2 separate regions of the Mus musculus genome follow, and region 1 is linked to region 2. Evidence: chromatin contacts called from public promoter capture Hi-C data. All regions are on one chromosome and are shown on one strand. The core of a region is the stretch at or near the end of the contact, and the rest is flanking DNA. Distances in the headings are between cores, read along the strand shown.

The links. Promoter capture Hi-C pulls out the DNA fragments that hold promoters and counts their contacts.
Region 1: a promoter capture Hi-C map of the SN4741 cell line shows a contact between it and region 2, with 2.4 times the contacts expected there. The contact joins the promoter of Pgm2 here to the enhancer-like site in region 2. A contact is called at or near these places in 7 of 39 promoter capture datasets (the 3T3-L1 cell line, the SN4741 cell line, embryonic stem cells and 4 more), 6 of 484 Hi-C or Micro-C datasets (CD4 T cells, the G1E-ER4 cell line, brain and 3 more), 4 of 115 datasets of contacts at active chromatin or transcription factors (embryonic forebrain, embryonic stem cells and extraembryonic endoderm stem cells) and 4 of 9 other capture datasets (adipose tissue, liver, macrophages and 1 more).

Annotation. Positions count from the first base shown.
Region 1 is chr5:64,091,661-64,095,695 of GRCm38.p6, forward strand. Pgm2 (phosphoglucomutase 2) reads left to right here and starts at 1,279. Exons shown (of 14, transcript NM_025700.3): 1 at 1,279-1,428. The coding sequence starts at 1,324.
Region 2 is chr5:63,980,220-63,983,991 of GRCm38.p6, forward strand. No RefSeq gene overlaps it. Among named protein-coding and RNA genes, the nearest start is that of Rell1, 13 kb to the left of the region's middle. Within about 2 kb of position 2,267, at least 24 of the 459 cell types and tissues checked have an H3K27ac peak or open chromatin away from gene starts, as enhancers often do. A contact at or near this core is called in the SN4741 cell line and pancreatic islet, where this site is marked.

The sequences.
Region 1 (4,035 bases), core at 29-2,528, 110 kb after region 2:
CTTCATTCTCACTGGGCTGTGTAACTCATGGCTTATCGATCATCATTTATGTATATGATTTAGAATGAATATACCACTACATATTTATCCATTCTATTGTTGGCAATCTGGATGTGTATGGTTGGAGCTTTTTGCGACTAAATCTGCTAGAAACCTTTTAAAAAGTTGTGTGTGTGTATGTGTGTGTGTGTGTGTGTATGTTTGTATTTTGCCTGCATACATGTCTATGCACCATGGATATATATGACAATGGAGGTCTGAAAAGGATGCAGGATCCCCTGGAACTGGAGTTTCAGACCATCCTGAGCAGCCATGCTAGTGCTGATAATCAAACTTAGGTGCTCTGGAAGAACAACCCGTGCTCTTAACTGCTTTGGATTTTTTTTGTTTAATTGTTTTTTCTTTCGTTTTAGGGTTGTTTGTTTGTTTGTTTGCTTGTTGAGACGAGATCTCACACTGGAACCCACGGTGAACTGGAACTCACTTTGTAGGCCAGGCCCTGAACTCACAACAGTCCCAACAGTCGGGACTGCAGGAGCGAGGAAGGCATCATGTGCGGCTCAGAACCATTCTTGCTTGTGCTTCCCCGTGCCCAGCCAGGTGTGCACATACATCACCCAGCTGACCTGGAATTCTCGTTTGTGTGTGGCGACCTCAGGCGGATGAGTCGACATTCTTTTTACATTTTCTAGTGTGAAAATCCAGTTGACCCGGTGCCTTGAAATTACAACTCGTCCTTCCGGTTGCTCTTCTGACATAAACTGTCTTTGCAAGTGTTATCTCATTTCTGGCTCGTTGGTCTATTTGATTTATTTCCCACTTGGCTCTTCTTTTTCAAGATTTGTTTCCCCCTCTGCTATTCTCTAATTTAATTTACATTTTGAGATAGGATCTCCCTATGTACCCCTAGTTAGTCTAGAGTTCACTATGTAGATCAGATTGGCCTCTAACTCACAGAGACCTGCCTGCCTCTGCCATGTGGCTACTGGCCTGCGCCAATGTGCTCTGCTTCCCAGCGCAGTCAGACTAGCATCTCAGGTGTGATGGGCACCAAATGCATACTTGATGTTTGCTGGAGGACCCTGGGTATGTAGGGCCTAGGAGACTAGAGTAAGGCGAGCCTCCAGCTCTCCTAACAACAAAGCACTCCCCAATTGCCTGGCCCTCCGGGAAGCACACCCACTAATGGCGAGTCTGGAACCGGGCGGGGCTGCTGCACGTCCTCTTCCCTCCGGCTCTCTGACTACGCCTCTTTCCCCGCCCTCTCCCCGCCCCTCCAGAAGGGTGACCCGGCCTCCTCCGCCCGGTTGTGACTGCTGCGGGATGGCGGCGGCGACACCGACAGAGACACCGGCTCCGGAAGGCAGTGGCTTGGGTATGGACGCGCGACTGGACCAGGAGACCGCGCAGTGGCTGCGTTGGGACCAGGTAAGGGCCGATCTCCGGCTCTTCGGTTCTCGGGCGCCGTGGCTTGTCCGGCAGGGAGCCGGGCCCAGCTTCCTTCTTTCCTTCCCTGCCTCGCCACACGGTGCCTGCTCGGCATAAGCTGTTGCGGGACTGGAGACAGCTGTGTGGCTCGCCCGGCTGCTAGACCCGGTAGAGGAGCGAGCTGGGGGGCGGGGAGTGGGGTGGAGAGTGAATGTAGCGGGCCTGGGACCCGGGGTAGTCCACGCACGAGAAGGTTTTTGAGGTTCTGTGATGGGCTGAGCATCTTCATCCATTCAGAATCCGCTCTGTCCCGCCTTTCCCGGGACCTGGACTTCTCCACAGTCCAGACCACCTTTTCTGATTTCATGGATACTACCGGGTCCCTGATGGGCCAGGCTGACAGGGAGTTTTCCAGAGAACATACACTCCACTGGGAAGGTGACAGGGAACGCTTTGGCCCCAGCTGCGCCTTTCCCCTGTAATGTCTTAGTCAGTCGGCCAGCTCCGGACATCACTTCCTTTGCCCTCTACAAGTTCTCTCTGACCTGTGCTTTCGCGTGTCCTGTTGCTTTCCCGCAATGTTCCTCTTGCCGGTGTTCTGCTGACTTTATTTCTCTTGTCGTTTTTCCTGTGTGAACTTAGCGGATCTTTCCTGTCTCCCAAGTGCAACTCAAACTCTCTCTCTAGACAGCCCAGGCCTTTGGTTCCCTGCTCTTCCTGGAATTGAAAGACAATCCCTTACAGGCTTGTTTGTTTAAAATTTGTCGGTATCCAGGGCTGACTTCAGGAGGTGAGACCCACGCAGATCCACTGAACCTGTACTCAGGGAAGGGCCCAAGCCGTATTTTAAAGCACTACTTTGAGATTCTCTATTGTTAAACACGGAGTCTTTCGTTCTAATTGTGCACTGGCCCCCCCTGAAAATTATGTAGCTGGTGCTGTGTGTCTCTGCTGCTTTCCGTGGTCTATAGTACCGTAGTACCGTAGTGCCGTACTGCATGTCTATAGTTGGTCCCTGAAACATTTGGTGACTGGATAGAGGCTGGAAGGCTCAGCAGAGGCCTTTGCTCGCTCACACCTAGAAAATGAATAGTCAGGCCATCCTGGAAACAGGATGGCAGTGCTAGCGCCTCATGGGAGGTTTTGTTTTGCTTTGTTGTGGATTTTTTTTTTCCTGGAAACATAAAGCATTCCAGGATGTTTAAGGGGAGGAAACTGTTTCCATTTCTGATCACTTAATAACTTGCATTGTGTAGCTGTCCTAACACCTCAGCTAAGAAGTCTTGTGTGTGTTATTGGGCTCTTGTACCACTTGACTAAGTGTCTGACAGAGACTGAAGGGGCGGGAAAGAACTGCTCTGCTCACACTCTGAGATGCTCTTATCCTTCATGGTAGAAAGGAGTAGCAGAGCTGTTGGCTAAGGAGCAGAGAAAGGGGGAATACAGGAAGAGGCCATTGAGGAAATATACCATCCTGTGACAAGTCCCAGTATCCTCGATTCTCCAACTTGCTCCCAGTTCCCACCATTTGTCACCTCCTCATAATCCCGGCATATTATGGATCCATCAAAGGAGGGACCCTTTGATCCCATCAGAGCCTGGGATCTATTGGTCTTCAGAAGGTACTTCACAGATGGGCTCAGAAGTGAGCAGAAAATGTAATTACTGTAGAACATGGAATCTGTCTTGGATGTCCACGGTACCTCCGTGGAAACTTGTCCTTTTCTCCTCTGGAGATGCTTCAATGTTCTTTTCCCAATCCGAGGTGTGTCTTTGTGGTGTATGGCTGTGTCTGTGTTCATGTGCTTGTGTGTAGCTGTGTGGGCACCTGTGGTGCATGTTTGTGCAGAGAGGCCAGAGGCTGAAAGTACCTTCCTCATTCATTCTGCTTTAGCTAGGGTAGAGTTAGTTGTTGCTGTGAAGAGACACCATAACCAAGGCAACTCTTATAAAGGACATTTAATTGGGGCTGGCTTACAGTTTCAGAGGTTCAGTCCATTATCATCATAATAGGAAGCATGGCCGCATGTAGGCAGGCACTGTGCTAGTGAAGGAGCTAAGAGTTCTACATCTTGTTCTGCAGGCAAACAGAAGCTGTCTTCCAGGCATCTAGGAGGAAGATCCCCCAAAGCCCACCCCCACAGTGATACACTTCCTCCAACGAGGCCTCCTAATAGTGCCACTCCTTGGCCCAAGCATACTCTCATTGAACGAGGAGCCGATTGGCTAAATTCTAAATTGTCTGAACCACCCACTCTATGCATACATAGTCTGTCTACCTCCAGCATTAGATTTACAGATGAGCTCTGCTTGGCCGGGCTGGCTAGTGCATGCCGGGGACTTGAGCTTGGGTCTTAAAGCTTGCATAGCCAGCAGTTAACTGATGGAGCTGACTTTAGCCCCTCTCAGTTCCTTTAACTGGAGATGGGTGCCTCTCTGGGAAGGACCTATTCATTCTTCAGGGGACCTCCCACCAGCTAAAAGGTTGCAGAGCCACCCATGCTGGCAAGGACTCTAGTTGTGCTCTCTGCATGGTTATTATATCCCCTCCCCTGTGCCTCCCTCTTCTGTCCGTTTTCCTTCACCCCCAGGTCTGACCCTTATCTC
Region 2 (3,772 bases), core at 1,017-3,516:
ATTCAATAAAGTGTGTTTACCAGTATCTGACTTCCTTTGTGATGTGAATAAATTCAACAGTCCTGTGATGCTCATGTGAATCTAGATGACAACCTAAGCCAAGATCATTGTGCCAAGAACCGAGGAGATGAAAAGTATGAATTAGAGAAATATCCTAACACACGTGTGTGAAAAAGCCACAGTGAAAGCCATCACTGTGTGCGCTGACTTCAAAACTGGAAAGAAGAAAGGACACGTGAGCATGGATTTCTTCCTAACGAAGCTCGGCATGGTTTCTGAGTTGGAAGCGTAGAGAAATGATCAGCTGTAACTTCCCTAACAGAGAGTTATATTCAAAACTGACATCTGTAGGCAGTGCCGTTTGTTTCCCCGTCCATCTCTTGTAGCTGAGGACTCTCAAAAGTCAAAAGCAGTTTGATCCTGGCCAAGAGGGAGTAGACTGAAATGTCACTGGGGAAATTTGTGCTGGACCTTTCTTAAACAGTTGGCAGCTAAGGGGGAGGAAATATTGGATGATTGTTTGATTTTTGTGTTGTTGTTGTTTCAAAAAAATTATTTTTTGAGACAGAGTCTCATGTATCCAAGGCTCTGTTTGTGTTGCTTTGAACTCACTATGTAACCTAAGAAGGCCCTGAACTTCATCCTCCTGCCTCAACCTCCTGAGTGCTAGGATTCTAGCCAGGTACCATCATGCCTGGTTTATGCAGTGCTGGGACTGGACCCAAGGCCATGTGATGCTAGGCAAGTGTTCTACCAACTGAGCTAGAGCCCCAGTAGGGTGCTGCTTGGATGCAAAATGTGAACTGCCTCAAATACTGTCTACACAGAGGGGATTAAAATAAGAACTTTAAATTTCATCAACTGACCCTAAGGTAGATCGTCAAGCCACCAATAGGTAGCTAGGGTCCTGATTCTGGTCTGTAGCGTGTTCAAACACTTTAACATGGATGCTCTGAGTCAAGAGGACAATCAGGACATTGGCGGGAGTTGCCTCTATCATGACATTAGGCAACACTATCAAATGAATAAAAATTCTGGCTGTTTCATTGTTTAATCGTTCACTTTCTTTTTATCCTTCAAGAAGTACCCGCCTTACTAGACCTGGTAGGAAAGATCAGTGGTTCCAATTAACAGTAAGACTGAGGAAAGAGGAATTAGTGAAAGGCCATCTTGGAAAACTTAACAGGACCCCGTCTCGATACAAAAAAATTAAAACAAAACAAAAGATGGGGTGAGGGTGGGGCTATAGCTTAGGCTTCTTGATGACTAGGCCTTGCCGAATACTTGTGTGAGAAGGGAGCATTCGGTCTGCACTAGTATGTAGCCACTAGCCACACATGTGGCCACTGGACATCCGAAATAAGGTCAGTGAGAAAAAGAAAGGCAGTGTCAAATTTTTATTTAGTTTATATTCAGTTAAAGCTGAATGAAGTTGGCGGCTACCATACTGGAAAGCTCAACGAGGGAAAAGACGAACACATTTGAGCATGCCTGGGTTTACCAAGCAGCATTGTAAAGATAAACCACTATAACTGAAATATCTACACCCTCTCTAACTATCAGCACGTCAAATATCCTTGCGCTTCCCTACAGCACCTCCCCTCTGTCCATTATGTTGTATGATGATTGGTTTTGATAATTAGCAATATACAAATGGTATCTAAAAAAACTAGACAACTGGTATTTTTACTTTACACAAGGCATGGTGGTTTTAATCGCCGTAGAAGACACTCTCCTTTTATTGTTTTATTATTATTATTAATGTTAGTCAAGATTTCTCTGTCTCTCTGTGACCCTTGCTGTCATGGAACTCACTATGTGCAGACCAGGCTGGCCTCAGATTCACTGAGATGGCGTGCCTTTGCCTCCTGAGTGCTAGGATTGAAGGCTTGCACCACCATGCCCAGGTGACCTTAAAGACTTTTAAGAAAGTGTATGTGGTGAAGATGAATAAGGTTTTGCAGATATTTTGAGGTAGTTAGAGATGGAATGAATCTTGGGCAAATATGAATACCTCCCCGACCCCCATCCTCTCCCTCTGAGCAGGACATTTTACTTTGTATCTGAAGGCCTTAAAACAGACTCCTGTTGTTCAGTGTCCCACTCTGACACCTGAGGCAGTTCTGTGAGCCAGGCTCCTGCAGCGTGGTTCCAGCCTAGGAGTTCTTCCTTCCTATCCCCGGGTGAAGTGTCGGCAGAAGCGTTCTGCTGGAGTTGGATTCTTGGAATCCTTGTCAGCCTCCTGTTGGATCCGAGCCATCAGAGTCTCCCGGTTGCCTTCCTGAATGACCGCGCTTCTGCTGAGAGGGTTGATTGGCTCTGAGTCACACCTTAATCTTTTCAGCAAACAGTTTTCTCACTGCGTAGCTTTCTGTTCCCACAACAGGATATCTGGACGGAGTGAACAACTTTCCAGAACATCAGGTGCTTAATCCCCTTTTCCTTAACAGCTCGTTCCCTAATTTGTCCCTTTTGTCACTTGTTTTACTATAAAGAGCAAAGAGAAAGCAGGTGGAAACTTCCACTCTTTACTTGACTGTTCTGTCAGTTGATTTTATTCCTTACTTATTCTGCTTTGCACTCCGTACAGGAACCCATTTCACAGTCTTCTGCTACTTTGTAAGACAAATCAAGTTTCCTCCTGTGTATCCACAGGCATGTTCATCATTTTCTTCTAAGTCATCACCAGGAACCTTCAAGGCTCATCTTTCTACCCACTGTTTCTCCAAGGGAATCCAGGCTCTTTCGGTCACGGACTTCAGAATTCTTGATGTGTCTACTGAATATCCAGAGTAACTTCCATTTATAATATATACGGTGTTTTAGAAGTTCCCCACTTCCCAGTGTTTGTATTGATGTCTTAGCGTATCTGTAGCAAAATGGCACAAACTGCTTGGCGTAACAGCAGGCATCCTTTGTCTCACAGATCTGGAGGGTTCTGCTCCCTCTGAAGCCTTTAGGAGAGGATCCTTGTCTCTTCCAGCTTCCATTATCCCCAGGCATTCCCTGATCTGGTCTGTTTCTTCTCCCCTTATGAGGACACCAGGTCATATGGTGCTAAATACCTACCTTACTCCACTATGACTTCATCTTAGCTAATTAAGTCTGTAATGACTCTATTTCCAAATGAGGCTACATTCTGAGCTACTAGGAGTTAGGACTTCAACATATCTTTAGTGGGAACACAATTCAATCTATAACTAGATAGATGATAGATGATAGATAGATAGATAGATAGATAGATAGATAGATAGATAGATAGATAGATGATAGATAGATAATAGCTCTTCAGAAATGTATACTGAAGGGCACAAGAGAAAGAACAGAAACATGAAGCACTTCTACGAGCTCTGCCTGAAGTCAATTTGCTACTGTAAGCTTGAGGATGGATGAGAAAGGGCCAATCAGTGAAGGCTGGCACTTCTCTGGAGTGTAGCATGGGAAAACGTGAGAATTGAGGTCATTAGTACACTCAGCTCACTTGAATGGGTTTAGTCTGTGCTTCCTTGATTGATATGGAAGTTGAACACCTTTGCATATATGTTTATTGGCCATTAATATTCCGTCTTTTTTTGTTTGTTTTTGTTTTTGTTTTTTCTCTGTATAGTCCTGGCTGTCCTGGACTCACTCTGTTGACCAGGCTGGCCTCGAACTCAGAAATCCGCCTGCCTCTGCCTCCCAAGTGCTGGGATTAAAGGCGTGCGCCACCACCGCCCGACTTATATTCCATCTTCTAATATGAGTATTTGTGTCTTTTGTCTACTTATACATT